2 separate regions of the Danio rerio genome follow, and region 2 is linked to region 1. The links are chromatin contacts, called in public Hi-C maps. All regions are on one chromosome and are shown on one strand. Each heading gives the region's core, a stretch centred on a gene start, on an enhancer-like site or on the middle of the called end of the contact. The rest is flanking DNA. Distances are from core to core; before and after follow the strand shown.

Evidence for each region. A called contact is a pair of places that touch in the nucleus more often than the background predicts.
Region 2: a Hi-C map of an unstated tissue shows a contact between it and region 1, with 2.5 times the contacts expected there. The contact joins the promoter of sipa1l2 here to the enhancer-like site in region 1. A contact is called at or near these places in 6 of 18 Hi-C or Micro-C datasets (caudal fin, embryo and an unstated tissue) and 1 of 4 datasets of contacts at active chromatin or transcription factors (gastrula embryo).

Annotation. Positions count from the first base shown.
Region 1 is chr11:33,570,396-33,575,259 of GRCz12tu, forward strand. It overlaps si:dkey-238i5.2, which reads left to right. Exons shown (of 19, transcript XR_012387222.1): 19 at 2,139-2,770. Among named protein-coding and RNA genes, the nearest start is that of si:dkey-238i5.2, 35 kb to the left of the region's middle. Within about 2 kb of position 2,451, at least 4 of the 62 cell types and tissues checked have an H3K27ac peak or open chromatin away from gene starts, as enhancers often do.
Region 2 is chr11:33,631,370-33,636,030 of GRCz12tu, forward strand. It overlaps sipa1l2 (signal-induced proliferation-associated 1 like 2), which reads left to right and starts at 3,116. Exons shown (of 20, transcript NM_001201559.1): 1 at 3,116-4,540; 2 at 4,623-4,661. The coding sequence starts at 3,169.

The sequences.
Region 1 (4,864 bases), core at 1,201-3,700:
ATTATCTTCTTTTAATCTGGTATTGTGAAACAATCTTGAGCTATTTACATATAATCGCAAGATGTGTTTTACTTGACACACGAACTGACCACACCACATTAACTTGCCAACATCGCCACCTATTGGCAAAAATAAATAAACCGTCAAATCTTGTTGCTATTAGTACTTTTTGCATTTTTTCCAGCCATTTTGACTGAAAACATCACAAAATGTATTCAATTACTTAACATTGCAGTTGGAGTGATTTCCTCTGCTGTATTTTTGCTTCTTTTGTGCTTGGGTTGGCCATTAAAATTACAATTAAGAATTTGAACCTATAATGCCAAATGTTAAGCATCTGTAAGTTTTTATTTTTATTTTTAACAAATAAATCAATGCCTTTGTTTAACAAGGATGCATTAAACTAAATGACAGTAAAGGGGTTCACAGAGGTACAAAAGAGGTACTTTATTCCATTTCACATAAATGGAGGTCCTTCTATTCATGAATGAATAAAATGATAAAATGTGAAAGTTTTCACAAAAGATGTTAAGCAAATGTTTTAATCATTGATAATACTTTTATACTATAATATAACATAATAATGTAACAGTTTATCATAGTACAACAGAGGTGCCCAAACCTTTTCTTGAGAAGGGCCAAAAACCAAGGGACTTTATTAAGGGTGGTGGGCTTAAGGTAAAGCTGTATTATATTAATGTTGCCATGGTTATTTCCTAATTTATTAATATGTAAAAGTAAAACGAAACAATACTTGAAACATTATATTTATCTGTATTCTTTTACATCTTATTATTATTTTTTATCATTAAATCATAAACAATCCCATTTATAACACTATGGAGCCTTTGCTTTAATTATTAGCTAGCCTTCAGCAATGTCCTATATCAATCGAGTGACAATATTTATTTATTTTTTATCTAAATCCTTCACAATGTTTAATTAATTCAATCATTAATAGGTTGATTTAATAGATTTAATTTCAGTTTGCTTTTTTGTAGCTCAACAATTAAATGTTATGTTAAATTAGCAATGACAATCCATGTTGAAGGCATTCGTCCTAACCTTCACCATCATTCTCCTTCTTTTCAGATAGGATGGTGGGCCAAATCAAAGGTTACCACGGGCCAACTTTGGCCCACAGGCCCTAGTTTAGGCATCTTTGTAGTAAAATATTATACTTTAATGTAATTTTTCCAGTGGCATATCAGCCCATTAGAATGATTGCTGAGGGATCAAGTGACACTGAAGACAGAATAAATGATATTGAAAATTCATATTTTAAATTACTTTTTAAAAGAAACTAAAATGTTGTGTATATATATATATATATATATATATATATATATATATATATATATATATATATACAACAAATATTATTTCAGTTTTTAATGATTTTATTATATAAAAACATCCTTTGAGCAAAAATAGTGAATAAATTATGAAACAATGGAGTTGTGCTGTTCTTTGGCAACATTGACCGTCATATGGTTAACTGGTGCCATATTCATATTAGCGGCCAGACTATGTGACCTGCCAAAGTATGATGAGATTAGCAAATAGCTCCATCTGTTGGGCATGTGCAAATGAGGGGGGAAACTGTTTGGATGATTCTTCAGTACTTCACTGAGCATCGTTTTCATTTTTGTTTCATTTACAAGAGTGACTACATCTATGAGATATAATGCATTTAATAGGCTAATATGTGAAAGCTTCAACAGCAGTTTCATAGGCTATGCAAATAGAAGCTGTGCTGGAATTGTATGCATTTTATTGTGGAGACACCTGATATAAAGAATGAAAAAGACTGCAAGTCTGTAATTGCACTGGATATTTTTATGCTCCAGTTTTTAATCATGAAATGACACGGCCTTTATTACACCGACAAATACTCCAGGCTGTAATAAAGGCAATACCTCATGGGAATCACTGGGAAATTGATCGCCATGTTTGACAGCTGTGTTGGGCCCCAAACACAGCATTCAGAATTAGGCCAGTATTTCCCTTTAGACTTAGAAAATGTGCTTAAAAATGAGCATTTGAAGGAGTATATGATATGACACATGCAGATTTATAATGAAAAACAATTACGTCTCGTTTTTTAATGCTAGGTTAATTGCTTTTTTTAATTGCAGAGCTATCAATCAAAGCCAGCGCGGCGGGACAGGTCTCCCACCCTCTCCATGGATGATGAGATGGCTGTTTTGAACATGTCACCATGTCACATTTTCTTTGTTGGCAAGATTATTTCATGAATGGGTTTGTTTTGGACTCCACACTATTTTGTCTGCTGTACATTTAATAAGCTGTACATGTATTATTGAAGTTTGGTTATATTCCTCTTTATATCAACTAACATTTAAAGGTTGATCCGTGTAATGCATAACGCAGGAAAATAAATTCTAAATTGTCAGTGGTCACCTTCAGATGGCGCACTTGCCCCGTGTTAATAAACACATAGGACGGGTGGGAAGGGTCAAATTGTACAATAAAAAGGCACATCTGTGCACACCCATTTACAGCCAAACAACACAATCAGCAGGCCCATAGACCTCATCCTGCTGATTCACAGTGCAAATAATAACAAGAAAAGACCTGCATATGAATTACACTCACATTTACAACCAAACTACCACAGAAAACAATTTGTACATCACTATCATGGAACATTTATGCCATTAAAAGGATTATTCATGCATTTTTGTGATAATGTGCTGTTATTCTCACATTTCTCAGTATATGTTGTACAAAATAAAGTGCATCAGTGTAGGTGTGATTTATATGTTGACTGCTTTAATGTAAAGATAATGTAAATTTAGGTCAGTGAAAAAGCACTTTACACTTTTGGAAACATGACTCTTGCCAGGCTATATGATGACACACGTGTCACACGGTAGATCACATCAGAGCTAAAAATAGCTTGACATTTTACTAAAGCTTGATTGTCCATACCAATAATATGAGACTTGTGTGTGATCATAAGTCAACGTTTTGACAATTTTTTAAGATTTATATAAAGCATACTGTTAACAAATAGAAACTATATCATTCAAAGGCTTTTGTGTAAATATTTGTTGTGAAACCAAATCTGAAATTGTAGTTATAGTAAACGTTAAAAATAAAAATGTAATTATAGTAAACAGTCATGCTAAATTAAACACTGCTGTTAAGATTTAACTGTAATATTACTCACTATTTGTTTTCATTGACATACTTACTTAAGTAAACACTAAAATACTGCATTTAATAAATAAACAAACTCATATTTATTATAATCAGTGGTGGAAAGAGTATTGAAAAATCATTCATTTTCTTGTCGGCTTTGTCCCTTTATTGATCCGGCGTCGCCACAGTAGAATGAACCGCCAACTTATCCAGCAAGTTTTTACGCAACGGATGCCCTTCCAGCCACAACCCATCTCTGGGAAACATCCACACACATTCACACACACACTCATACACTACGGACAATTTAGTCTACTCAATTCAACTGTACCACATGTCTTTGGACTGTGAGGGAAACCGGAGCACCCGGAGGAAACCCACACGAAGGCAGGGAGAACATGCAAACTCCACACAGAAACGCCAACTGAGCCGAGGTTCGACCCAGCGACCTTCTTGCTGTGAGGCGACAGCGATACCTACTGCACCACTACCTCACCTGAAAAATCATACTCAAGTAAATGTACCATTACTTGCCCAAAATTGCAGTGTGAGTAGAGTAAAAGTATCTGTTATAAATAATACTCAAAATATGAGTAAAAAGTACTCAAGAGTAGTGAGTATTAAACTGTGAAAAAAAGTTGATGCGATTGCATGCAGTTTGTGCAGGGATGTGTAAACGTTACTTTCTGTAGTGCACTTAGTGATCTTCCTTCCAACCTTCCTTGTTTGTTTGTTCTGTCCTTCCTTTATTCATTCGTTTGTTCGTTCATTCCTTCATTCGTTCGCTCATTAGGTCATATTTTTGTTCCTTCCTTCATTAGATCCTTTGTTCATTCATTTGTTCATTCCTTCATTAGTTTGTTCAGTCCTTATTTTATTCATTTGTTTGTTCGTTTCTCCCTTTATTTGTTTGCTCATTAATTTGTTTTTTTTTTTTTTTTGTTTATATTTTTCTTGCTTCCGTTATTAGTGGTCACCCACTGAAGCTAAGCAGGGCTGCGCCCAGTCAGTACCTGGATGGGTGAGCTAGGTTGCTGTCGGATGTGGTGTTAGTGAGGCCAGCAGGGGGCGCCCAACCTGGGGTCTGTGTGGGTCCTAATGCCCTGTATAGTAATGGGGACTTTATACTGCTCAGTGAGCACCGTCTTTTGGACGAGACGTTAAACCGAGGTCCCGACTCTCTGTGGTCGTTAAAAATCTCTGGATGTCCTTCGGAAAGAGTAGGGGTTTAACCCCGGCATTCTGGCCAATTTCACCCACTGGAATCTGTCCGTCATGGCCTCCTAACCCTCCCCATATCATAACTGGCTTCATCACTCTGTTATTTTCTCCACCAATCAGCTAGTGTGTGGTGAACTGGCACAAAATGGCTGCCGTCGCGTCATCCAGGTGGATGGTGTGCACTGGTGGTGGATCAGGAGATTCCTCTTTATGTGTAAAGCGCTTTGAGTGCCCAGAAAAAAGCACTATATAAATGTAGGGAATTATTAATTATTATTCATTAGGTCTTTTGTTAATTCATTCGTTTATTTGTTCATTCCTTCCTTTCTTCCTTCCTTCGTTGTTCCGTCCTTTGTTCCTCCCTTCATTTATTCGTTTGTTCATATTTTTATTCCTTCCTTCATTGGGTCCTTCATTCATTCATTCAGTCCTTAGTTTGTTCAGTCCTTCCTTGAATCTTTCCTTCATTCATTTA
Region 2 (4,661 bases), core at 1,866-4,365, 62 kb after region 1:
AACTTAAGAAACGCGCAGCAAATTGGTCACAACACAAACAACTGAAAAAATGCGTTGCAATTAGTCACAACACTTGAAAATATCCACATAACACAAAGGAAAAAGGACCCAAACCATGACGGACCCTGCTGTGATATGGATGTGTTATGTCATGTAGTCAGGATATTAAAATAAACGGAAAACAACTCCCCTAAAAGGACCACCAATCACTTCACTGAGCAACAGTCACGGCATAATAACACGTCCATATCTCAGCAGATTCCGTCACAGTTTGGGGTCCCCTTGTGTCCTCTTGCATTTCTTAATTTGTTTGCGTTGTGAGAATTTGCAACACGTCACGTGTGTTGTCAAATTGATGAACATCGTTTCTTTATTTGCTGGTGTTTTTTGTAATTGGGTGTGCTTTCTTAAATTGCAGCGCGTTAAGCTCTCTTGGCCACAAAAAGATCAGCCCTAAGGTGAACCTGGAGCAGAAAATGGCAGGAATGGAGACAAGAGAGGAAAATTAATGACAACAGCCAATCAGAATGTTGACAGTTTTATTTTGTTATTGGCTGAATTAAATTGAATCTGATTTTATATATGATCATATATGATCAAAATATACAGTATATAGGCAATAAAAATAGTATTTCTTTTGGTAAGTGTTATACTGGGTTTTGCAAGAAATATCTTTGTTGCAAGACTCAACAACATCATATGTCACACAGTTTCCCACTATCCCACAGCCCTAGTCATTGAGCATTTAAAATATGTGCTAAATGTAATATGTAATGTTTCTTTATTATCTTTAGTTTGGGTGAAATATGAAACTAAACCATTCTAAGCATTTTCACCCTATCATTTGCCAGTACCTCAAGGCTTTGTGTTGTTTGTGAAAGAGAGCCTCCTTGCATGTTGTTTTTTCCTCCTTTTATTATTTAACAGTGTTCGTTAATAATGAAATGACTTGTCATTTGTGCACATTGTTATTGTTATTTTTTTTTTTTTTATATCTGAGGTCCAATTCTAAGTTTTGCCTGACAGACTGTCCCTGTTTTTCCCATGTTCAGCTTAACCCAATGTTAAGTGCTGCCAGGATTTATTTATTTATTTATTTATTGCTTTGTTCATGGAACTTCTGCGCTTTCAATTTTTGATTACGCTTATGTTCTAAAAGCAACAATACCTCTGTGTCTCTTCTGGGGATGAACATGTGTCGCTTTGTTCAAATGTCAGCGCCATGTCTTTTGATGAATATTTAACAGGGATCTCCCCCTTTGCTCTATCTAGACGTCTGCTGAAAAAGAAAGTCATTTTAGTGGAAGAATTGGTTGTTATGTTTTGATTACAAAAACAAACAATTGTTTTATTAAAAATAACATGGACCCATGGATTGGACATATGTATGCAAGTAAGGTCACTTTTGTTGATATTATATAACGGCTTTAAATCAAGTGCATTTCCGGACTCTGGATGGTTATTGCAGTTTATGAAACGACATTACTTAAACATGGTATATGCACAGCTGGTGTTGACACTGACACAAAGATGTGTTTATTTCAGAGGGAGGGTTAAAGATATTGGGGTCAGTATGTAACAGACAGAGAGGACTGCGCGTCCAAAACACAATATTAATAAATGCCAGTTTAATCAGCTTGCTTTTTGAAGGATTATTTTTAGGTTGGTAAATTTCACAGCGTGTACCCATAGCGGCGTCTGTCAGTATTGTGATTTTATACTCCTTTACCCTCTTAATAATGCTTTATTTTGGAATGAAATTATATTTGAAAGCTCTTTCTGTGAAAGGAAGTCTCAGTGGGTTTGTTGCTCAAAGCCAGTAAATCCTAATAGTTTTTTTTTTTTTGGCTCTACAAGACCCAGATGTTAATTTGGATATCAGGTGGTGACCCAAAATAATACCTATACTAAGGGACAATTCTAAGCTCTTAAATGTTCTTGATTCAATATTAAAATGTGTTGGTATTATTATAAACTTGAAGTCAAAGCTAAAAAAAAAAAGTATTTAATTAATTTCTGTATGAAACCGACACATTTTACAAGCTTGATGTTAACATTAAACAATATTGCAGTGTTTCTTTCCACATTTTTAAAGGCTCATATCACTCATATCATATAATTTTATTATATCTGTGGTTAATTAGACTTTTAATGATTACATTTAAGATTTGAGAATCATTGAATAAAATGGGAAAACCTAAATATGAAATTGTGCTGATGTTCAAGAGGGTGGTTTATTTTAGTAATTTGTCACTTTCGTTTTCATTTTCAGACCATTCATTGTGATTAAATAAACACCAGCTTGCATCTTGTTTGCAATTTGTAAAAGAAGGGCATGAAAAGATGGCCATCTGTCAAGTACTTTTCAAATGCAAAGTATGCAAGTGGAACAAAAATTGCATTATTTAATCATTTTTCAAAGTTTTAACACCTCTTGAAATAACCACTTTGAACATCATTACAACTGAAGGGGAAGTAGTCTGGATCTGTTCTGCCATTTAACAGAGTGCATAGACTGCTTTTTCATTTAGATGCTTATCACTAATTAGTCTGTACTAGAAGGTCAAAAAAGTGCTACATTTGTTTTATAGTCGATCCAGAAATGGCATGCGTTCAGGTGAAATAGAAATAAGCTTTCTGAATAGACATGCAAACCCTTATTAAATTAATTGGCCTTTTTGCTGATGCTTCGTTCAGATGAGAATTTTGAGTGCTTTGCATTCTTTCAAGGTCACATTGGTATCTCTCCCTCCCAAATGGATTCTCTAATGATCTCCCTCTCTCTCTCTCTCTCTTTCTTGTTCTCTTCCAGAGCATCAGAGAGATCCCACCTGGCTTTGTTAAGCCTACATGCCTGTGAAATGACCGTATCTCCTGCTTGCCCTCCCGTGGAGTGAGCAGTTGTCCTTGACAGTGAAACGGAGATAAAGAGACTCATTCTCCTCCTATGGATTACAGACCCTCAGGTCTGAACGCCCTAACGTGGGTCAGTCATCATTTTCACAGACTTCTAGCAACAATTTTAAGCACCTTCTCTATTCCATAAAATGCTGGAGTTGTAATTTGTCTTCTAGGCAACATCTTTAATATCAGGTATGAATGTCACTCATTTTAGGACCAGAGATACAGACGAGGCCATAGAAGCTTGAGAAGCGCCTCACCGCAGAAATGCAGACCGATGATCTATTTGCCAAAAAGCTTCAAGCTTTAAATGGGAATATGGGACCTCCTGGTGCAAATGCACAAGGGACACCAGCTGTGCCCAAGATGGGTGTACGGGCAAGAGTGTCGGAATGGCCACAGAAGAAGGATGGCATTTGCCCACCACCTAGATACGAAAGCCTAATGACTTCCTTTCAGAATGGACAACCCATTCAGTCTCCAGAAGATGCGGTCAAACCAAGCCCAGGCTCACCTCCAAATCCCAGCTTTCTGGAGGCCAAATATGGGCTTGGTGAACTTCTGAACCACTCGCCTGGTAAAGTTCACCATGCCCTTCAGAAAAGAAGCAACAGTGATGTCACCATCAGTGATATCGGGGCAGAGGACATGGATCAGACTGCAATCAACCCTAATACAGGTGCAACTTTGCATAGAGAATACGGAAGCACGTCCTCAATCAATCGCCAGGGTTTGCCCGATGAAGCTTTTTTTGGGAATCTGAAGGGATTCCAGTCGGAACACTCAGAGCAACCGAGCGCACCACCTCCGCATGGCTTTCCGGAGTTTCGTCGATACGAGACCACAGTTTCTCCAAGTCTCCAGACTGCTGCGCAGATTGCACGGGGAGACATTCTCTGCATTCCCAACTACTCAGACTATGTGGACAGTTCGCTTTTCTACAGCCGAGAAAGGGAGAAGTCCTTCCTACAGCGGCAGAAATCCGAAAAGGGGGAGACGTCAATTTTCCGCAGGCTGAAGACTATGAAAAGTGAGCAGCGGCAACTTAGCGAACTGGACGATTGTAGTAGACATGGTCGTCCATTGAGTTTCCAGAGATGTTTTTCTCACTATGATGTCCAGAGTGTGCTTTTCAACATTAGCGAGGCTGTTACTAATCGTGCCAACTTGGCACGTCGGAAGAACATTACCACAGGGGCTTCTGCAGCATCGCAACACCAAATTAGTGGGGCATTGGATGGTCCTGACCCCTTGCCTCTTTGCGAGTCCCCTTTGGACAACTGTGAGGAGCTTGGGCAAAAAGCTTGCACTGATCCCGATGAGGGAGATGGAAAGAGTAGTGGTTTGGTGTTGAGTTGCCCATACTTCCGGAACGAAATTGGGGGGGAAGGTGAAAGGAAGCTGAATGCCACCAAACCAAACAGCGCACCACCCAACAGCAACGTAGGTGACAATAACTCTATTGAGTCCACTTTAAGCTCACACTGCACCAATGCGGGGGTTTCCGTTTTGGAGATGTCCCGTGAGAATTATGCCTCTCGTGAAAACTACGCCATACCACGGGATTGCATCAAACGCTACATCATTGAGCACATCGACATGGGCGCTTACTACTATCACAAATTCTTTTTCAATAAAGGTACGTTTTATTAAAGATACACATTTATTTGACCAAAATACAGTGTATTAATACATAATATTATGTATTCTTTTCTGTAAAGAGCACCAGAACTACTTTGGTGTTGATGAGAACTTGGGGC